Linked DNA regions of Sus scrofa: regions 2, 3 and 4 are each linked to region 1. A link is a contact called in public promoter capture Hi-C data. All regions are on one chromosome and are shown on one strand. The core of a region is the stretch at or near the end of the contact, and the rest is flanking DNA. Distances in the headings are between cores, read along the strand shown. Region 1 holds the start of WDR7 (WD repeat-containing protein 7). Region 2 holds the start of NARS (asparagine--tRNA ligase, cytoplasmic). Region 3 holds the start of FECH (ferrochelatase). Region 4 holds the start of ONECUT2 (one cut domain family member 2).

The links. Promoter capture Hi-C pulls out the DNA fragments that hold promoters and counts their contacts.
Region 2: a promoter capture Hi-C map of liver shows a contact between it and region 1, with 3 times the contacts expected there. The contact joins the promoter of NARS here to the promoter of WDR7 in region 1. A contact is called at or near these places in 1 of 5 promoter capture datasets (liver) and 1 of 2 datasets of contacts at active chromatin or transcription factors (alveolar macrophages).
Region 3: a promoter capture Hi-C map of fetal liver shows a contact between it and region 1, with 5 times the contacts expected there. The contact joins the promoter of FECH here to the promoter of WDR7 in region 1. A contact is called at or near these places in 2 of 5 promoter capture datasets (fetal liver and liver) and 1 of 47 Hi-C or Micro-C datasets (retroperitoneal adipose tissue).
Region 4: a contact with region 1 is called in a promoter capture Hi-C map of liver, with 2.5 times the contacts expected there. The contact joins the promoter of ONECUT2 here to the promoter of WDR7 in region 1. A contact is called at or near these places in 1 of 5 promoter capture datasets (liver) and 2 of 47 Hi-C or Micro-C datasets (both in embryonic fibroblasts).

What each region holds. Positions count from the first base shown.
Region 1 is chr1:106,034,142-106,038,315 of Sscrofa11.1, reverse strand. WDR7 (WD repeat-containing protein 7) reads right to left here and starts at 2,304. Exons shown (of 27, transcript XM_021093616.1): 1 at 2,076-2,304.
Region 2 is chr1:106,930,718-106,934,891 of Sscrofa11.1, reverse strand. NARS (asparagine--tRNA ligase, cytoplasmic) reads left to right here and starts at 1,787. Exons shown (of 16, transcript XM_003121455.6): 1 at 1,787-1,986.
Region 3 is chr1:106,896,314-106,900,487 of Sscrofa11.1, reverse strand. FECH (ferrochelatase) reads left to right here and starts at 2,253. Exons shown (of 11, transcript NM_001170523.1): 1 at 2,253-2,319. The coding sequence starts at 2,253. It overlaps LOC110260892 (a long non-coding RNA gene), which reads right to left and starts at 1,998. Exons shown (of 3, transcript XR_002344451.1): 1 at 1,782-1,998; 2 at 1,534-1,680.
Region 4 is chr1:106,749,170-106,753,343 of Sscrofa11.1, reverse strand. ONECUT2 (one cut domain family member 2) reads right to left here and starts at 1,998. Exons shown (of 3, transcript XM_021093679.1): 1 at 1,453-1,998; 2 at 374-1,450. The coding sequence starts at 1,606. It also overlaps a transcript of LOC102164252 not described here.

The DNA of each region.
Region 1 (4,174 bases), core at 1,055-3,554:
GCCTGATAAACTACCCCACTTCCTTTGCTTCAAAACAGAACTTATGGTCAAATAAAAAGGAACCAGTTCAAGTTCCTATTTCCTGCCTTTGGTAAATGTCTGGAGTTAGGGGCTACATCAGAGGTTCAATAACTCACTGAGTCCCACCCTCACTAGAAGAACTGAGACCTGCAGAGCTCACATTCTCTCAGCTGACCTGCCTGTGAGGTGGAGTGTCTGGGCCAGTGACCAGGACAAAGGCAATTATAACAGTCGCTAGAAGCAAGGGTGATGCTCTCCCCACTTTACTGAAGATACTGCAGGTCACAGTTGCCAATCACCACATAGTTAATATTCTTCTGTTGGAATAAACTTTGGTCCCAAGATCTGTGTTTTTTCCCTATTTGCTATACTGTCTGAGATGGCTCTAAACTTGAACCCAAGTGAAAACAAAGGCTGGCATTCCCTTCCATCAAAAAAAAAAAAAAAAAAAAAAAAACCTCACTACACCAAAATTTAAGTTACCATAGTGATACTCAAACAAGGCAAAGCCCAGTGCCTTTGATTTACCTAAGATCTTTTAAAATTTAGGTACAGGTGGCAATAAGAAAAAATAAAGTGTATGCTCTAGTTTTTCTGCTAAGAAGGGCTCTGGGAGCATTTAAAATAAAAACAGACACTTACATAAATGAATTTCTCACCATAATCTCTAACTGAAAATTAACAAGGCATTTACTAGCTTTTTATACTGCTCTGTTTGCCCAATTTGAAATAAATAAGATCTATTATTTTGGATGAAATCAAAGTAATCTTTGATTCTTCGTAATAGTAAAGGCATTTCAACACACTATTTTCACTTTTGGCTTTTCTCCATCTCCATAATGTCACGAGGTGCTTCTAACGAGTTACTTATAACACAAGTTTCTGTGTGCAACAAAATTTCAAAAGCGTAATCAATTTATCTCATACAACAGATGATTCTTAACGTCTTGTCCATATAGCCCTAAGCAATAAACATCTGAAAGAATCACAGCTTTCCTTTTGTGGCTCATGCCAAATGCTGTCAAAGCAGGCAGTGGCTCTCATTGAACCCTAAAACCAGTAGCATCAACAATTCCAATGCTGGAGTTCCCGTCGTGGCTCAGGGAAAAAGACTCTGACTGGTAACCATGAGGACGTAGGTTCAATCCCTGGCCTTGCTCAGAGGGTTAAAGATCTGGCATTGCAGTAATCTGTGGTGCAGGTCCCAGAGGAGGCTCGGATCCCGCTTTGCTGTGGCTGTGGCGTAGGCCGTCAGCTACAGATCCCATTTGACCTCTAACGTAGGAACCTCCATATATCTCAGGTGCGGCCCTAAAAAGACAAAAAAAGAAAGAAAGAAAACCAATTCCAGTGCTGCCTGAAATGCAACTGTAGCTGCCACGGTTTCAAACTACAGGAAGCAGTAAATTTTGACTAGGACCTGAGAAACTGGCATAGCAAATGAGTCAAAACATAAAACGCAATTTTTGAATCCAAGGCAGGGTAGTTCTGAATCCAAACATATAGCCTCAAAAAGCTTGGGACGCACTAGTAAATGAGAAGCAGTAGCAGGTATTCTCTTAGACCAAGTCTTAGGGGAAAGGGATGCAAACGATCAGGTGTACTAACAGATGCCTCAGGACCTTAGGCAAGGGCAAACTGCAGAGCACCAGGAGAGACTACATGCATCCCCATAGCAAGCACGTTTCCCAAAAGCACTGCCAAGAACCACTCACCTAAAAACATTAAGCAACTCACCCTGTTTAGACTGCCACTGAGGGCAAGGCGGTCCCATCTCAAGACCAAAGCTAGTGTCACAGTAGCAAATGTCATTCAGTAGACCAAGGAGTCCCAAAACCCCTGACAGGACCCATGCTCCAGGCACAGGCTCCTAGCTGTGGGCCTGAACCTGCAGGATCCGCAGAAAATAGACCTTCCAAGAGCAGTGCTCTGACAGCGGGCACTGCCCCCGGCTGAAGCGTTACTGTGACCCTTGACCCTCGGCCCCTGACCTCCACGTTGGGGGCACATGCCGCCCTGGGCTTCCCGCTGGGGAAGCTCGAAAGCCACCTTACCTGTCACAGCTTCATTTCATGCCGTGATGTTTCCTGTCCCAGTCCCACCACCGCGGCGCTCCTACAAAAGGACAGGACGAGGACGAATCCAGGGAACAGGTGGGGTGGGCAAATCCGGGTGGGAAAACTTTGGATCGCAACCCCAGCCCAACCTCTGTCTCTCCACAGAGGATGCAAGATGCCGTTGCCACCGCCGCCGCCGCCGCTGCAGTAAATCAGCTGACTCCAGCCAACTGCCGTGACTTTCCCCGCAACTGTCGCAAAAATGAGGGGGAGGGAAATGCTCCTTATTTCCATACACGCCCGGCAGAGGCCAGCGCGGAGAGCATGGGCTGCGTTACCACGGAAACCAAAGGGCGGTGACTACGTCAGATAGTGGGCAGGGAGTGCATGGCCGCCATTTTGGTTAAGGGAAGGCTTGTCTAGGTTCTGTTCTCGCCTCGGATTCCCATGCTGGGAGGACCAAGATGAAGGGAAGGATGAAATGATTAAGTCTAGGTGTTTGGTTCCTGTGACCAAGGCGCTGCAAGTTTACTCTTCGGCCCCCAGACTCGGTCCAGGCTCCTGGAAAGTGTTAACTCTGGATTTGGTTACTGCTTTCCTCTGACCCCGAACTTGTCTGCTGGCTGGGACACAGAGGGCCAAATGAGGAACTCGGCTACTTGACTAAGGGAAGTCTGACCTTGTGCAACATCACTGTTCTGGAGAGAGAATGAATGTTCACTTGTGCGGGCCGCGAAGAGTGGTGGATCGCGAGTTTTGCCTTCAGACAGGCATGACTTTGGATCCCAGTTCCTCCACTGCAGTCTAAGAGTCATCTGGGGCATCTTGCTGCTCCTCTTCATTCTCCTCAATGTCCCCAATATACAAAATAGCCATAATAACCTCATAGATGTGTAGGAGGTTAAAAGAGCTCAATAGATGTCAGTTACTTATTATACTTGCTTATCTTCATCGCAAATATTTGTTAAATGTGTGAATGAATGACTGATAGCCAAAGAAGAATCTGGGGCCATCCTGGTGGCCTGTGTTAAAAAGATAGAAAAGATACTCCTTCCCTGGGTTTGTTTTTCATTAATAATCTCACTAATGGATTTATACGACAAGTAGGAATTCTACTGCAATTCTCAAAAGTCACTGTGTGTATGAATCACCTGTGAAACTTGTTGAAATGAAGCTTCTGATTCAGTAGTTCTGGAGTGAAGTCTAAGATTCTCCATTTCTAACAAGCTCCGTTTCTAACAAGCTCCCATTCCTCTGGTCCTTGGACCACACCTTGATTGGCAAATTCCTATTGGACAGCACCTGAAGTAGCGGATTCAGGAATCAGAACAAGACAGAAACAACTTCTTCAGACAGGATTATTTCTGTGCTAATTTACCAAAAGAGACATAAGTGTTGGTTTGGTCAAAAGCCTTCCCATCAACAAGTTATTATTTCTGTTGTCAACTGAAAGAAAAACACACACAGGAGTTCCTGTCACGGAGCAGTGGAAACGAATCCAACTAGGAACCATGGAGTTTCCAGTTCAATCCCTGGCCTCGCTCAGTAGGTTGAAATATCTGGCTTTGCTGTGAGCTGTGGTGTAGGTCACAGACATGGCTCGGATCCTGCATTGCTGTGGCTGTGGCTAGGCTGGCAGCTGTAGCTCTGATTGAACCCCTATCCTGGGAACCTCCATGTGCTGCAGGTGCAGCCCTAAAAAGCAGAAAGAAAAAAAAAGAAAGAAAAACACACAACTTCAAAATTGTTAGTTACATTTTATTCAGGGAACTTACTGAGGACTGTAGCCCAGGAAACAGCCTCTCAGGGAACAGCTCCAGAGATTAGGGAGAAGCCAGTACACACACACACAAACACACACACACACACACACACACAAACACACACACACACACCCCTATATATGATTTTTTTGTCTTGGAAATACATGTAGTCAAGCATACCTCTTGGTAAAAGATTACTGCTAATCATACACACACAAACACACAAAAAGTATGTCAAGGTAAAGATTTTAGTGCTTTTCCAAGTATGGGAAGATACAAGAATCTGGGTCATTGAAATTCTTCCTTAGATATGCATCTTAATTATTTAGGGGT
Region 2 (4,174 bases), core at 538-3,037, 900 kb before region 1:
CAATCCCTTGTGTTCTGAAAGCTTCCCACTCCCCCCTCCATTTGACTCTACCTTCAACTTTCAAGACCATTTGACTCTACCTTCAACTTTCAAGACTATCTCAAATCCCACATTGTACCCAGGTCAATTCAAAGAAAGGAGTCCAGGCTGATACGAATTGTGCATTTAGAAAGCTTGAGAGCATACAGCCTGGTGAGCCTACGGGGGGGGGTTGGGGTGGATCCTAAGAGCAAAAGAAGTCAGGGAGGGTTGCCAGCTGGAGAATGAGAGTTTATGTTTCCAACTGTTCGCCCTGGCTGGAGTATAGAGATTAGACTGGAGAAATAAGGAGGACTGAGAAGACAGGAGGAAGGATACAACAGCTGAGCCCTGAACAACTCAGGGGTTAGGGCACAAATCCTCACGCAGCCGAAAATCAGATTATAACTTTATAACTGACCATCGGTGGAATCAACCAACTGCAGATCCTGTACTACTGCACTAGGTATTTACTGGGGAAAAACCCACCCATCAATTCAAATTTGTGTTGTTCAAGGGTCAGCTGTGGTTACATTGTACCAGAAGGTAAGGACAGGTGCTGAGCCTGGAAAGTTTGAGAGTTTTGAAGGAGGGCCATCAGAGCTCCTATTCAACAGCGTGAAGCAAGAGATGGGTCATTTCTTGAGAGAGTTGGGGCAGTGGAAAAGATCTGCAGAGTCTGAGATACTTTGAAAACTGGCCAGAATTCATTAGGAGTGGGGTATGGGTCCGTCCCACCAGCATCCCTCAGCAGTTTGAAGGCCTGAGATTTGATTTAAGCAGGATCATGGAACAAAAGAACAATGATTAACTAGCAATACTATTTACATCCTAATTCAGAAAGTTCACTAGATGCCAAGCACACACTAGGCATTTCTGTATCTCACATTAACCTCCAAAGGCAGCCTTTCCAGAATATTATCATCACTTTACAGTTGAAAAACCTGTGGCTCAGAGAGATTAAGGAACCCGAGCAGAGTCACTGAGGCAGAAAGAGCCCTGTGTCCTAGGATATCTGGCTTCAGTGCCCCATTAGTCACCCGCCTTCAAGAAAAATGAAGGACACTTTATAGTGTCCTTCATTTTAACTTTTCAGGAAGAGATTAAAGACAAAGCTAGCAGTTTACAAACACGAAAGAGCCTGGGGGCCGCCAAAATAAATTAACGAGCAAACCTAAATGCTTAAATTTAACTCTACAAGCAAAAAGTTACATTTCCAGTTTTCTAAGTTAATAGTGTCACTGTAATGATAATTCCCACTTTTTGTTTGCAGTGTCAAATCGATTTTAAACATTACTGAGATTTTCTCAAACATTACTGAGATTTTCTTCGATTGCTTGACCGCTTCGCTATCTAGGCAAACACTAAGCTTCCCCTCCCCACACCCCAGCCCCCGTTCCCGGCCCTGGGTTGGGGAAAAGTGTCCTAGAAACGCTTACAGTGATTTTTGCCTCTTCTCTCTTCGAAACGTCTTGAGGAGCAAATAACTTTAGTGCATAAAAAAGCGCTAAAGAAGCCTGCGCGCTTGCTCCAAGATAACGCACGGAAAGCTGTGCTCAAACAAGCCTGAGATCCAGCCTCCCTTACTCACAGGGGAGGTGCCGCGCAGAACCGGAAATGTTAAGACCACGTGTGGAAAGGCAAAAGTGCCTGGAGACAACATGGCAACACGGAAGTTGCGGGCCTTGGGCCCCAGCCAGCGGCCCGCTACGGTGGCCCGCGGGGGCCATAACAGGGTTAGGACCGTGATTCGCTTCTGGCTCCCGGTGGAGCGGAGGAGGCTTCTACCCAGAGACTAGAACAACCCTGATGGGCGGGGGCGAAATATCGAGGACCGCAAGAAGAGGGCGCCCCAGCTGGGCGGTCTGAGGAGGAGAGAAAAACAATACCATTCACTGCATGCATTCATTCACTATAAGCACCGACAAATTTCAATTTGTTCTTGGAAGTGACTGTTTCCACGATGCTGTAAGTAAAGTTCTGCTTCCGGAAGGAGGTTGGACTAAACTGTCTGCCCAACAGATAATTAGCAAACGCTTACTGAGTGCAAGCTGTGCTGAGTGCCCTGGAAGGATGCCAGCATGGCATCTTACCTACATTCTGGTAGTGACATGTACGGGCCAGGGACCAGACACAGGGGGCAGGGGCAAGTTCAGTACGGGCTGTGGGTAGATGAGGAGCAAACCACTCTAGGAAAGAGGTTGACTGCTTTGTTTTTATTACTGGGGGTAGAAACTGCAGGAGGCAGGCAGAGGGTCTTGTCTGCAGTTGCCCTGGAGCTGTCGTCCCTTCTCTCACTTCCATTTCATGTGGTCTTCACTGGTGTTAGGAGAGTTTGTCCTTCCTTTGGGCAAAGAACGGTAAAGATTGGAGTTCCCGTAGTGGCGCAGTGGTTAACGAATCCGACTAGGAATTCGTTGCGGGTTGCGGGTTCTGTCCCTGCCCTTGCTCAGTGGGTTAACGATCCGGTGTTGCCTTGAGCTGTGGTGTAGGTTGCAGACGCGGCTCGGATCCCGCGTTGCTGTGGCTCTGGCGTAGGGTGGCGGCTACAGCTCCGATTCAACCCCTAGCCTGGGAACCTCCATAAGCTGTGGGAGCGGCCCAGAGAAATAGCAAAAAGACAAAAAACAAAACAAAACAAAACCAAAAAAAAAAAAACAGTAAAGATTTCTGCCTTCTGGCTTCAGTGTGGGTCATAGACATTTCAAGTGCTTCACAGAAATGAAAATACCTGGAGAACTGTTTGAAACCAAAAAACACACAAAATAATCATAATAATATACATTCCACTGTGTGAGAGATTGCATCAAACATTGTCTGACACCTTGCAGTGTGTTTTAACTGCCTCCCAATAGGCTATTCAGCTCCTCTTTTAAGCCAGCTGCTTCTGAGTAACGGGGCTTTTATCGGTCACTACTGTCCTGATAAAGCTGTGTAACAAAATGTTCCAAAACTCAGAGGCAACACAACAATCATTTATTCTCACTGGTCTATCTAGGAGTCAGCTGATCTGGACCAAGTTCAGGTGGGTTTAGTTCCAAGATGTAGACTGGATCCAGGTCACACTTCTATCACCTTCCTTGGACCAGTAAACTCTTCTCCTGATAATGGCAGGGGCAAGAAAACACACTCAACTGTACAAGCACATTTTTAAAAAATTTTTTTCCTTTAAATTTTTAAAAAATTTTTAATTATTATTTTTATTTTTATATAAATGCAATAAATTCATTGAGTAATAAAATTAAAAAATAAAAAATAAATTTAAAAAATACAAGCACACTTTAAACCTTCGCTTTTGTCAGCTTAAAAACTATGGATGACTTACAAGTTGAAAGTTGTTTTACTGGGGACAAAATGAAGACTACAGCCCAGGAGGCAGCATTTCAGATAACTTTGAAATTCTGCTCCAAAGAAGTAGGAGGGAGTGTCAGTACACATGTGATTTTGGAGGGGAAGTACATGCAGCCACACACACACATTTTATATAAGTTAGCTGCTAGCCTTGTGGAGGTTACTGCTAGTTACCAGGAGCAGATGTCACCATGAAGTCTTTTCTAGATATGAGATGTAAGAATTGGGCTCATAAAATCCTCTCCTGAAAATATTTAACTGTCGAAGACCTGTTCTGCCAGTTCTCCCAGAGCACAGAATGCCTCACTCCTGATCTCCACCCTGGAGACTTTCAGGGGGTGTTGAGGGTTGGCAGCCTGCAGTGACTCATGATTCAGTCTGTGTCGAGGCAGGTGGCAAGTACCAATCTCCACTTCACACTTTCATCACATCTGCCCATCTCCCACAGTCAGAAAAAATCCACACAGCCAAGCCCAACATGATTTAAGCAGGGAAGTACATTTTTCCCACACAGGAAAAGGACACACATGTGATTATTTTAAGCAGTAATCTAACTTGACGCAAAGCCCATGGTTACACAGTGAACACCACAGACATTTCTTTCATTGAAAATGTGTTCCCTGATTATAGCAGATGTTATGTACTGTGGAGATGGGCACGGCATTCTGTAAGTCCACAGATGCTGGTGCTACAGGCAAAAGGGGCACATCCTTAGGTGGACAATGCCTCTACAATTGAGAGGCATATTGCTGCCTCCTCCAGGGAGCAAATGTAATCTGCCAGCTACCAGCTGGCCACCTGGTCC
Region 3 (4,174 bases), core at 1,004-3,503, 860 kb before region 1:
GTGTAGTTTTGAATGAGTTTTTAAAAAGTCAGTAAAAATAAAAATACAGGTGTGAGGAAAATGTATGGCATGGTGCTAATTCATTTTTTAATTTTATTATATTGATATACTTAATAAAGCATGTTTTGCTAGTTCCCTTCTTTCTTTCTGGCCAGCTACAAATTTAACCTGTTTCAGTGCTGATTATGTGGGCTTTGCACCTTTCTGCCTTGTCACTAATCATCAGCATTTCCCTGGGAGGGGCCAGAAGACTCCTGTTATCTCCACTTAGCAGGAGGGGCATAGCACCCGGGATGGAGAGATAACATTTCCAGAGGCTCCCAGAGGTAGCTGAGGAGAGCCCACATAGCTCAACCATTACAAACTCTTGGCCTTTTCTAGTTCTCTTGCCTTGTCCACTTTTTCCAGCAGAACATTTCAAAATGTAGAGTCTGTTTGTGTAGTTTATTTAAAAGCAGTGGGTTTCAGGAGTTCTCATTGTGGCTCAGTGGGTAAAAATCCAACTAGTACCCATGAGGTTGCGGGTTCAGGTTCGATCCCTGGCCTCACTCAATGGGTTAAGGATTACGTTGCCACAAACTACTGTGTAGGTCACAGATGCAGCTTGGATCTGGCATTGTTGTGGCTATGGCATGGGCCAGCAGCTGCAGCTCTGATTCAACCCCTAGCCTGGGAACTTCCATATGCCACAGGTGTGGCCCTAAAAAGAAAAAAAAAGCAATGGGTTTAGGCTTTAGGTAGAGGAATATATTATCTATGAAGATCACCTCTCTTTTTTATTTATTTTTTGGCCATGCCCATGGCATGAGGAAATTCCCTGAACCAGGACTCGAACCCATGCCACAGCTCTAGGCTACCAGAGAACTCCTGAAGATCACCTCCTTAAAGGGCAAATTAAACTAATATAATTTTCATTCTGAGTTGATTTGAAGATCATGTAGATAATATGAAAGGTAATTCATTTAATTTGACATATTTACACTGAGCTTATAACCAAGGAGGACTAACTTTAATAATAAATAAACTAATTTAATCAAGAGAATACAGAAAACTTTTCCAACCCAATCTAGACTCCATCTTCCTGGAATGTTCCACATGGCATGCCCCCTACTTCCTCAGGTCTTTCACAAATGGCAGTGAGGACTTCTCTGACCTCTTTATTTCAAATTGCATTAGCCTCCTCTCTCTCATCTCTGTTACATCGCTTCTTTCTTTCTAACGCTCATCATCACCCTAAATAGTACATATTGTGATTATTTTCTGACTCTCCCCTAATCCCCATGTAAGCCCCTCCTCTGTTCTATTCATTGCTGTTTTCCAAGTGCACATGATAGATGCTCAATGCTTGTTCAGTGAATGAAAGAATGATGCCTGACACCTTTCTGTTCCAAAGGTTGGTCTTGTACTCTGAGACGCACTGAATTTATGGGTCAGGTGGGCGGGATGTAGGGGTGCAGGTGTAGGGATGTAGGAAAGGCTAAAAATGAAGGGGGTGGGGGCTGTCCCGTGGGCGGTTTGGGGTCAGGTGACTACCTTGTCAAGGTGCGCAGACATCATACTGATAAACTTCACCACACTAGCCTTCCAAGAAGTTGATTTGCTGGGCTGGCCTTCACTTTTCTTAACACGATCACGTTAGCTGTATAATGTTGGCTTTCTGGTCACAGCTGTCAAAATCTGCTGCAGAAAAATTGGATAATTATTCGTGAGTGTCTTATATGAAAGAATTCCTTTTCTCATTCTGAAAACAAAGCAAAAGAGTCAGCACAGTTGTTCTGTACCTAGGCAACGAAAGTGGAGAATTGAGGCAAAAGCATTCTCATTCTATGCGATAGTAACGGTAATGTCAAGAAAGTTCTTTGCTGAGTTGTGGTTGCAGTTCCTGCCTTGGTCAGGTGGCTATGTGCAACCAGGGAGACACAGAGTGAAGCTGGGCGCCAACGCAAGTATTTTTGGTGGAAGAGATGGAAAGGGCGGATAGTACAGTCCTGAGCCGTTTCTTACCCTGAAGACTGCCTTACGGCAGGGCAGGCCCCGGTGAGGGGCGTGCCTCCTCCTGGCCCCGCCCTCGATCCCCGCCCCGGTTCGGCAGCGAATGAGCGGGCGCGCAGCCTGGGCGCAGGGAGTGGCGGCGCATGATAAGGCAGCGTGGGTGGCTGGTGCTGCGCTCTGCGACTGGTCGTTGTCGGAGCCCGTGCCTGGCTGTGCTGCTGCGGGAGGAACCCAGGCCCCGGGCCGAGGCTGCCCCGGGAATGCTTTCAGTCGGCACAAACATGGCTGCGGCCCTGCGATCTGGGGGCGTCCTGCTCCGCGATCTGCGTAAGTGGGGTTGTCGCGGCCGCCGCCTAGGCTGGGGACCCGGTGACGGCGGGGACAGCAGGCAGCTAGCTGCAGGCCCCCGGGCCTGGGAACTTCCAGGAACGACGGCGGCTGCACAGGAAGCTGGGTTGTGGGGCAAGGGGCGGAGAAGGGATCCGGAAAGGGACCCTCCCGTGGGGCTTACTTGACGGCCCTCGGAGGCCGTGGGGAGGGGTCCTGGAGTCCTATTGGTCAGCTGGGTGGCCATGAGGAGTGGCTGAATTTCTCAGAGCCTTAGTTCTTTTCTGTAAAATAAGAATAATGATAGTCACAGAGTTGTGAGGATTACGGGAGGCAGAGTGCGTTAAGGGCCAGGCACAGAAATGGTAACGATGGCAACGTCACCATCATCATCACCGTAGACATCTACCCTGAGGTTCCCTCCCTGGTGGTGGAAGTCACACTGGGTCCACTGCTCCTCTCCCTAGCCCCTGGCGTCACGCAGTGCTCACTTTTGCAGCAGGACCCACTGCGGGGCAGCTGGGCTTAGTGTTTTATACAGGTATTTGGAGAAAAAGCCCCAGTGACAATCCTGCACATATCTGATACAGACGTGAACGTACTTTGCTGACAGAACTCTAGTTCAGACACTCCTGGCTGGGATACTAGCCCTGCAGCACTTCAGCAAGGGATTCAGTGTAGCTTGAACTTTGTTAAACGTAAAAGGAGAAGGTAATACCTCATAAGCTTGCCATGGAGATTAGCTGAATACAGATAACGCCTATAGCACCGTGACAGGCACACAGTAGATATATAGATACCCTCAAAGTGTTCAGTTATTGTTATGTAAAAGGCTGCCACCTGCTAAGATGCTAAATTAGTACCTTTGAATGGTTACTGGACACAGATCTGACTTATTTTTATAAACTCCCTAAATCATCCATTTGGCACCTTCTGAGAAGGCATCCATTCTAAACCTCCATATCTTATTACAGGTGCCTTTGTTAGGAAAATAATAAGGTCCTAGTGTACAATGAGGATCCAGTTGCTAAGGGTAGTGGGAGACAAAAGACATTGTCTTTTAAGAAGAGGAAGCACAGTGCCAGTAATGGAGCTGAAAGAGGTATCCAATTAGTCTTTTCTTTCATCCATCCTTCCTGTAGCAAAGTCTGGACAGGCTTTAGAGTTGAGGTTGTAGAACAATACGAGAAACTTTAAAGGATTTGTTGTCCGGGTTATAAGTAACTAAGCGAAAGGATTAGTTAACCATAGTGGAAGTAGATTTAGAGTTCAACTGAATTATGGACTCTGATTTTAAGATGTAGTTATAGTACTGAAATTATCTTGTTTTATATGAAGGAATTAACTTCTAATTAATTTCTAGACTGTGGAGTTCCTGTCGTGGCGCAGTGGTTAACGAATCCGACTAGGAACCATGAGGTTGTGGGTTCGGTCCCTGCCCTTGCTCAGTGGGTTAACAGTCCGGCGTTGCCGTGAGCTGTGGTGTAGGTTGAAGACGCGGCTCGGATCCCGCGTTGCTGTGGCTCTGGCGTAGGCCGTGGCTACAGCTCTGATTCGACCCCTAGCCTGGGAACCTCCATATGCCGTGAGAGCGGCCCAAGAAATGGCAAAAAGACAAATAAATAAATAAATAAATAAATAAATAAATAAATAATTTCTAGAAAAAATTGAGTAGTATTTCTTGAATTCTTGCAGTAGAAAAGCAAAATTTTGCACTCACTTTGTATTTTTGCATATTAGAAAATTATAAGAAGCTCCCCAGTATAAATGTATATAGTCCTTATTTTTGAGTATTCTTACTTCTTGCTTAACCACATACATTGTGCCATTGTACTTTTAGAAAGTTGGTAGAGTA
Region 4 (4,174 bases), core at 749-3,248, 720 kb before region 1:
CCGGTCTCTGTGAGTCTCAGAAAGAGAGGGCTCCTAGCAGACAGCGCACACACGCTTCCCACAACTAGGTAAGGTCGGAAAGGGAGGGCAGAGTTGGCATACTGAGCAGAGTGTGAATGAAAAGAGGCTGAAGGTCGGGCAAGGAAGCTGGGGAGACAAGGAGGTAAGAAGGAAGAGAAGTATGGAAAAAGAAGAAAGAGAAACGGAGGATAGAAAGAAGAGAAGAGAAAGAAAAAACGGAAGAAGAACTATAGTAGAGAAGAAATAGGAAGTGTGGAAGGGTAGAGGAGTGGCTAGGCGCCCTCAGCCGGAGCCACAGGCACCCGGGAACCCTCATTCAGCAGCCCGGCTCCGGGCAATCCTCTGGGCTTACCTGCCAGGCGTAAGGCGGACATGCGCTGGAACTCGGGCTCCTGCAGCCACTTCCACATCCTGCGGAAGGTCTCCCTGCCAGATTTGAGTTTACTCCACGGTTTTGGGTTCCGGAGCAGGTCGGAGAGAGTCCCCTGAGACCGGCACAACACCCTCTGCGCGAAGATCGCCTGTGGGATGCTGTAGCGCTTCAGCTCCGCGGTGATGCGCTGGGCCACCTCTTTGGTGTTGATTTCCTCCAGCTGGCCTGACGTGGCCACCTGCGATCCTGAAGAGGATGAGGGTGGCCTCTCGCGGCTGGGCGCCAGCACCGGCCCGTGGGACTGAGCGTGGCCCGGGTGGTGCAGCCCGTTGAGGTGCGACATCATGGCTGCGGGCGGGGTGCCCAGGCCGCGGGACAGGTGTTGCTCACCGCGGGTAAGCATGGCAGTGTGGTGCGCCTCGAAGTTGGGGCTGAGCATTTTGTCGTGGCCCGGGGGCCCGTAGTTGGGCAGGCTCTGCTGCGCGTTGTGGAGGCCGCCCAGCCCGTTGCCCAGCGGTGTGGCGGTCAGCGGGGACAGGCTCTGGCTCATGCCGGGCATCTCCTTGTAGGGGCTGTAGAGGTTGTTCATGGCCGGGAGCCCGCGCTCGTCGCGCATGAGGGTGAAGCTGCCGCTGACGTTGCCCGACAGGCGCTGGTGGTGGTGGTGGTGGTGGTGGTGTGGGTGGTGGTGTGGGTGCGGGTGGTGGAACTTGTCCGACACGGTGGAGATGGGAGGCAGCGGCTGGAGCGGCGTCAGCGTGGTGTAGGTGTTGCTCATGCCCATGCCGGGCGGGGACGAGTCGCAGGACATGCTCATGGCGTGATGGAGCGGGATGGAGAGCTCGGGCCGGTAGTCGCCGCCGTCCAGTATCGAGGCCATGCTAGTGACCATGGCCGAGCGCGACGCCGCCGCTGCTGCCGCTGCCGCCGTGCCCAGTTCTTGGTGTGCCGTTGGCGGCGGCGGCGGCGGCGGGCCCCGCAGCGAGCCAGCGGCGCCGCGGCCCGCGTGGTGGGGGCTGGGGCTGGCCAGCAGTTCTTGATCATGGCCCGGGCCCCGCCGCCGCCCCCGCCGCCCCCGCCGCCGCCCCCGCCGCTGCCGCCGCCGGCCGGCCCGTGCAAAGTGCCCAGACTTTCCATTGTCAGCTCCGGGTTCATGGCGCAGCCTTCTAGGTCTTTGGTGAGGCATCGATAGGCGGTGTAGGCAGCCTTCATTCAGTCCATCGGGGCCCGGGGGCGGCGGGGGCGGCGGGGGCGGCCGGCGGGCTGGCAAAGCGCGCGTGGCGGAGCTCGGCCGCGGGAGCGAGGGAGGGTGCAGGAGTGCGTGAGTGTGTGGAGGGGGAGCGTGCGTGAGGGTGTGCGCCCCGGGCTGAGGGCGGGCGGGCGCGCCCGGGGTGGGGGTGGGGTGGGGGCGGACGGGGCGTGCGTGCAGGAGAGGGGAGGGGGCGGGGAAGGAGGGAGGGATCACCGGGCCCCGCCGCTCGGGCCGGCGCGCTGCCTGGCCATGTCCGAGCCCGCTCTGGCGCCGACGTCTTCTGTTTGGGTGAGCGGGAGCTGTCCAGAAGGGCTCTGCCGCTCGCCGGGGCAGCCAACCTACCCTCCCGGACCCGGGGCGGGGCAGTGTCCGATGGGCGCCGCGAGCAGCCACTCCGCGGGTGCGGCTGCCCTGGAGGGCGGGTCTCCTACGCTGAATTGCCAATAGCTGAGGAGGAGGCGGGGCCACACGTTTCATGTTTGGCTGACGGCTCTGTGCCTTTTTTTTTTCCCCCTCTTTTGCCATAGGAATCAAACGTCAAGGAGAGAGAGGGAGGGGGAGAGGGGGTAATGGGGAGAGGGAGGCGAGAGTGTGAGTGAGGGCGAGAAATTACGTTAAAGATGGTACTGTGTGTGTCTTCAGATCTGCAGCAATCTGGGCTAAAGGGCTTTTGCTTCAGTTCCCTTCGCTTCACCCCACAGCTTTTCTCGAAGCGAGTCTTAAAAGACTCCAGCTACGTGCTGGTGTAAAAACAAACCCACGTCTCCAAACAAGCCGCTTCCCAAGCGTCTCTAACTGGGAGCCGGTACTTTAGCCTTTTAAAATTCAGGCGCAAATGTATTCTAGTTCAGGGTAAATTCCCGAGACTGAGGAGTGCATAATCTACAAGGCGAAGGGAACTCCAGCGCCCTAGCCGCCTGCGAGCTGCGGCCAGCAGACGCAAGCCCACCCTCGGCTCGGGCCGCCGTAATGCATGCAAAGTTAACACAATAACATCATTTAATTACCTAGCGAGCCCATAAATCTCTCAGTTATGAGCCTTCAGAAGGGCACTGCTAGATTGCAAAACAAAACTAGAACTCCAGGAGCTGAGGTTTCAAGGTGACCAAAGGCTTGCCGCGCGAGCGAGTTGGAAAGAAGTATGTGCGAGTGAGGAGTGGGGGCAGTGTACCGCAGGGTTGTTGCCGTTGCCTGTAGTGAGCAAACTTCTCCTTGGGGCAGGGAGTATGTAAACCACCCAGGACCTTACCCATTACATGCGGATCTTTCCACACACACACACACACACACACACACACACACACACACACACTCACAATCTTCTCTAGAATCCCGGGAGAGGAACGCCCGGGATTTCGGCACTGGGTAGATGACTTAGAGGTGATATCTGCATATTCAAACTCTGCTTCTTAAAAGACCAGAGCTCTGGCGAGTTCTTAGAACGCTCGCAAGCCGAGGCTTTGAAAAGTGCGCCTTCGTCTACCCGGGATTTCCGTTGTTTGGTAACCCTCGGTCAGCGAGTGGCGCTGAGTATGGACATTTGTGCGGCCGGGGTTGGGGTGGTTGACGACAGAGAGCGGCTCGGTTTCGAAAGCCTTAAAAGTAACAGATTCTTCCAAAGCAGGTTGAGCTCGGTCTGCCTCCGAAGATTCAAGCTGGCTGAGGTTGCGCAGATGTTGCCTTTGTTTAAAGAGACAGTAATTAAGGACAGGGTGGACATAAGTTTGAGAAGCGTGACCTATTTTCTTTTGATCAGCTGTCAAAAGAAGAGCAGGGGGTATCCTTAAGACAGACCCCTCCAACCACTTCCAGCTGCTAGAGAAAACTTGATAAGAAAACAGGGACACAGTCTGGAATACCGCATAAGCCTTCCTGGCGCTAGAGAAAGGTTTAATTCATTTGTAAAACAGTTCTTAGTCTAGGTGACCTTTTACGCCTGCCCTCCCCTCTCTTCTAGTTGCCGAGCAAAAAATTCCACCCCCCTCCCACATCATCCTGTCACATGAATATACTATTTATAGATCAATAGTGACACTATTTATAGATCAACTTCATTGAGCTCTGGCCAATATCTTGCCAATTCTTCTTTCAAAAAGCTTCTCTCTGTGATTTCGAAGCCTGGGTAAGAAGGTGGACCATCCCCTGCTTTACCGGACATACTTTTCTAGCTATTCATGTTTTTAATGTCACTGCACTAGACAGGTAAAATCACCCAGTTTTCTGTTACTCTGACTTTCCTATTTCTCTGACTCTCTGCTACTATCTCTCTTCCTACTCTCTACTTTATACATGGTGGCTGGACATTTGGGAAACAGTTGTTTGAAATACACATGGAGTTGAACAAAAGTTCACAAAAGTGCAATCTCCTGTTGGTCCAGGAGTGCTCAGAGACTAGAATAGGGCAGGAGAAGAGCAAGGCAGGGGAGGAATCTGTTTGATGTGCCCAGTGCTGAAGGCAGACCCCTCTGCCAGGCTTCAGTCTCAAAGAGTGGCCAGTGACCACAGGGTGAGACGCTGAATAGTCACTG